2 separate regions of the Aedes aegypti genome follow, and region 2 is linked to region 1. The links are chromatin contacts, called in public Hi-C maps. All regions are on one chromosome and are shown on one strand. The core of a region is the stretch at or near the end of the contact, and the rest is flanking DNA. Distances in the headings are between cores, read along the strand shown.

Region 1 (2,700 bases), core at 155-2,654:
TGGATTTTCTATGGCGATTTGTTAGGAATATTTCGGTGAAATATGTTATCATATTTCCATGAAACGATAGTCAATTGCAACTCAATGTTGGAGTCTTGAAACCTATTTTGTACCCCAGGAGTTGTAATGATTACCTAGTTCGATGTCAGTAAAACTAGCTCAAATGAATTTATATGTGTAGTTTTTAAAATACCGTTTTGATTCATATTACGGACACTTAAGGCCTCAGTGAAGTATAACCCAGCTTGGACCATACAAAATAAATCATTCTGTATGATTTTTTAGCGTTATCGAGCGTCGGAGCCCTTAACTTTCGGATGGTGGGTAAAGAATACGCGTCCGCAACTTGAATAATTTTAAATAAATCAAAACGTGTGGCCTTTTCATGATTCTTATTCCGGACGCTCCCTCACTTTTGCCTCATATTCCGGACACTTTGATTCGAATTACGGACAGCTCATGATAATCATTAATGGAACAGTCAAATCATCAATTGAAATCGTTCAACCACTTAAGAGACGTCTAAGGTAGTTGAGCATTATAAATTTGTAATGATATTTATGGAAAAAACCTAATAAAACGAGCCTCGTAAATGAGAACTTTTGGACGGCGAAAATGGAAACATTTCGTGTGAAATGTTTCCCATACAAACTAGAGTGTCCGGAATTTGAAGCTGTCCGTAATATGAATCAAAACGGTACCTATGATTTATTTCTGGTGGATTTGATTTGAATCAATCAAAGGAATTCATAATATGAGACAGAATAAGCACAGTGTCCGGTATTTTGAGCAAAATGTTGTTCAATACTTTTGCCTAAAACTTATAATAAAAGGCGAATAATAATGGTTTTTATCAGGGCACTCATTGGTTTACAGTTAACTATTCCAAAGAAATTAAAAATTCATAACATATCAGCGGATTTATGCCTATCGGATGCATTTACAACAATGTAAGCCTTATATGTTCGGACTATGAGTAGAAACGGTAATTATTAGAGATTTAGAGATACATAATCTTAATCTGAACACCCCTGCCATACGCAGCACGCAGGAGACGTTCTCTGCGCTGTGATCACTAACATTACTAGCCCAAAAGCAAATACATTATGCTTACCCATTAGAATCTCGCAAAATTCGCCCGCGATGTTGGCAGATGTGTTGAGTGGAAAGTTTTCTGCTCGCATTAAACATAAATCACTGCTGTAATTTGATTTGTAGCGTGATTTTCTCGTTCTTTAGCCCCCCTCATAAAACAATCCGACGGACGGCGGTTTGCGGTTCCGAGACGACGATGATAACAGCGCGACGCGCGAGGAAGAAATAACAACGGCAACAGCATCGATGGCCGTCCGTCGCGCGCCATCCATACGAACGACGCACACACACACACACCCAGTCAAACCTCAACTTCGGGTGAACTTGAAAATGAATCGGCTCAAGTTCACATCGCCGGCGGCGACGTCGACGATGACGATCGTCGACGCGCGTTGTGAAAGCTCGTGCCCGTTTTCGCCGTCTCTTTCTACGAGTGAAGTCCGATCCGATTCGGGCGATGTTCATCCGACATCTCGCGAAAATCTTCGTGTGCCACGTTCATTGCGCGATGAACACGCTTCGGGGGGATGGGAAAACAAAACAAAAGTTCGGCTCGTTTCTTAGCTTTTCTCTTCGGGTTGATGTGTGTGTGAGGGGAGGAGGGTGGAAATGTGCGACGACGACGTCGTTCGTCACGTTTTTCTCAGGTGCAATAAGCTGTCTCTCGCTCGGGAGCCGGATGGGTGGACAAGGTGAAGGTAAGATAGACAGATAAATGCACCGCTGTAAACTGCATCGTCGTCGTCGTCTTCGTTAGCTTTAGCGCGGGAAGTGATTGTGTTGATTTGTTTACTTTTCGTTTCGTTATCACTTTCTCCTTCTGTGTGCAGTTTCGCTTGAAGATTGATTCCGAATGGGGGGGACGCTGATTGGAATAAACTTTGCGAGGTAAATCTAGCTGATGTGACTCGTGCCGATAATTCTCGCAAAGCGGGAACGACAGAACGGGGAGCGGCGATACGAATACGGTGACTTTCCCAAGCTGGCATTTGGTGTCGTAAGCGCGCGACTCGTGGTAGCATAGCATTATTTTTAGCCTTTTGTGGAGTGTGCGTTGAGTTCACGTGCCAACTTGAACGCAAAAGCGTGATGCCTATTTACGGATAGTGTATGAGGCAGTTCATAGTAGACCTGTGCGTCGAAATTTCAACAACCAATCTCTAATTTACTTTAAATTTAAACGATAATGTAACATTCAAGCTTTTTTAGTTGGAAATTTTATATATTCATTTAAGTTTATTATGCAATAAATGAATTTAGTATACTTAAAGATAGTCTTAAGTTTACACTACTAAAAAATGTAAATATTTTCACAGTTTTGAATTAAAAATAAGTTGAGAATTTACAACGATGAAAACTACCGTCATGTATTTGCATATACAGTATTGGACAAAACATTTGCAACTTTTTCGATTTTCCATACAAAATGACCAACTTTGGTAAGCTAGATCTCAGTTATTTATCGTCCGATTTGAATGAAATTTTCACAGAACATCAGATATAACTTGAATTTCAACATATATTTTTGAGTGATTTTTCCAATAACGGGTTTATAAATTATAACGGTTTATCTAAAGTGTAATTTTCGACGAAAAATTCAAAACT
Region 2 (2,700 bases), core at 94-2,593, 160 kb after region 1:
ACACTACACCACTTTAAACGAACACACACGCACACAAGATTTCTTTTTTTCTGTCACAGATTCTCTCGCAGTTGTTTGTCACTTTTCACTGAATTGGATTTTTTTTTTTTTTGCTATTCGAATTTCTTTCACTCGCTAATTACTCGGGGCTGGTAATTTTCCTCTTCACCACCTTTTTCCTCGCTCTTCTGACGGTTTCTTCAATCGATCACAAATTTGGCGCAACAACACGTCTGTGTTTGTAGGTATGTGAGTCGCGTGCGTGTGAATCCAACACTTTCAATTTTCTTCTTCAAGTCACGAAATTTCGCGCCTCGGTAATGTATGTAAATATGTTTTCAAAAACAGGTATCACTCTCCGGGTATCACTCTTGGAGGGGTTTTTCTCCAATTTGAATTTGTTATTTTCCACAATTTATTATACAGCGCGCTTAATTCACCAAAGCTGCTTCCATTTCTCCAGATCCCACGTGTTCGATGTATAACGGCGGTAACAATCCTCTTGGTGTTATTGTTGGGGTGTTGATCAATAAAAACTTCGTTAGAAAAAATAGGTGTGTATGTTACTATCTGCTTGCAGATTCAGATTTTCAATCACTTTTCCTTCTTCGGTTCACATTTGTTGGTACGCAACAGACACGGTTTTATGCTTTGGGTAGCAGTGATGTTTGTTATTACTCTCCGTTTTTTATTTTTCGCTTTTACACAGGCACTTCTCTTCGGTATGTTGCTTCAGAGTGCGCGGAGGAGCCTTCAAAGAGTGTGCTCTAAAAATCACTTTCTAAACCAATCGGTGCGCAATTTTGTATGCGCTTTGCTGTTTCTGCTGCTTATCTCTGTCTTGAGTTGTTGGGGAAAAATCCGGAAAATTTTCACTTTCAATCTTCGATGTTGGGATCCAAATCCAAAGTGTTGCGAGTGGGATATCCCTCGACTTTAACCCCCTCTGCTGCTTCGGTGACCCATTTTTACACAGGTGCCTATTGATCACTTCGTTTACTCCAAAATATTTGTAGCAACTCTGTTTAGCGTTTAGAACGTACACGAAAATCACCAATCGAAACACGCACGCTCGATTTCGAAATCGAAACCCGCGAAAAATAAGCACAAAAACCCAAATCCAAAGAAACACACAAAATTCACGCTAATTAAATCCGCCACAGAAGAAGGGAGCACGACACTCCCCGCGAAATCGAAAACGCGCGCGCGCACACAATCACGCTTAGAAGAACGCAAAGGCAATCCCGCGAAACGCGAACTGAAGAACAATATACGCGACACCGAATTGATCTTCGGAAGCGACGTCCGAACGGAAACAAACGCAACGAAAACACAAAGGAGCTTTAGGTGCTGGGCCTAGGCGCACACACGTCAACGCGAATCAAAAGCCACTGATTGACTGACGCGCCACGAGCCGATCGGCCGCCGTCGCTTCGCGCGGCTAGGCGAGTTCATCGTCGTCGGAATGAACCGTCAACCTCCTCGGATGAACACAGAACAGAGCGCAGCCGAAGGTTCGCGTGCGCTTGTAGCGTCGCACCACCACCCACCAAACCACACTTCTTGGTTATGGCTTTCGCGGGTGGTAAAGCTCCCGATGGGTGACAGACCTTCAATGGGGTCTCCCTTCGTTCGGGCGTTCGTTCGTTCGATCCAAGCGGAAAGGAATGAAGAAAATTGTGGAAATTGCATTCGTCGTTCTCAGCACTAGCAGCGTGGCGGCAATCGTTCGCCTTTGGAAAAGTGCTGTTGAACTTTCACGTTCCCTCTACACAGGAGTACTTTGGGATAATCATGACCAAAATTATGGTCGGCCCTCAATGATATCTTTCTATCATTGAAGCCTATGATTGCGTGCATGACCGAATTTAAGGGGAAGGGACAGTGCCGTAGCGTGTGATTGGCCAAGTTGGCACCCGCCAAGGATATATTTAACAGATAGAAAGACAAATTTAACAAGGACAATAAGTCTCTGTTTTGTACGAAATTCGTGCACATAATGATGACAATTAAACCAATAGGGGAAGACGGGGTAAGAGCGCCCGCCGGGGTAAGACGGACCACCTTCAGTTTGGCATAAAAATGGCAATTTTCTTAAAAGTTCACCAAGCACTTTCCATGAACACAAGATTTTTGACATTCCGGAGCATTTAGTGCGATATTTACATCAAATTTGTAATAACAAATGTCAAAAACAAAGTTTCTGCTTGTCGATTGTGAATTTGATCTAAATTTAACAGATGCTCACTTAAGGATTTCGGAAGGGATTTTTTTGGTAAAACATAACAAATAACCCATGTATGCTTTAACAGAAATGTGAAATATGCTTCGGTGAAGTGAAATATGAATTGTAAATATTAAGCTTTGAAATAAGGCCATAGTTGTGAAAATTGCGCAATCGGGGTAAAACCGACCACTGTTGACGGGGTAAGACCGCCACCCCTGATTTATACCAAATAACTGTGTAAACCATTTTAGAAGTTGTTACTACGTTGTATATTACTGTTCAAGTGAAATGAAATCAATTTTGTGAAAAATACAAGCTAAACCCGCATAGTTCTTCCAAAATATGGGTGTTTCAAGGAACTAATAAGTATATATTCAAGTTTTTAGGAATAATTAATCCTAAAAATGATTCAATATCCACGTTTATCAATGTAGAATTCATTAAACATTATACTTTTTAGAATCACAGGGAAC

Evidence for each region. Hi-C and Micro-C count contacts between places; a contact is called where the count stands out from the background.
Region 2: a Hi-C map of whole pupa shows a contact between it and region 1, with 6 times the contacts expected there. The contact joins two enhancer-like sites. A contact is called at or near these places in 2 of 2 Hi-C or Micro-C datasets (whole body and whole pupa).

What each region holds. Positions count from the first base shown.
Region 1 is chr2:56,670,642-56,673,341 of AaegL5.0, forward strand. No RefSeq gene overlaps it. Among protein-coding and RNA genes, the nearest start is that of LOC5570091, 58 kb to the left of the region's middle. Within about 2 kb of position 1,405, at least 3 of the 3 cell types and tissues checked have open chromatin away from gene starts, as enhancers often do.
Region 2 is chr2:56,831,323-56,834,022 of AaegL5.0, forward strand. No RefSeq gene overlaps it. Among protein-coding and RNA genes, the nearest start is that of LOC110676940, 110 kb to the right of the region's middle. Within about 2 kb of position 1,344, at least 3 of the 3 cell types and tissues checked have open chromatin away from gene starts, as enhancers often do.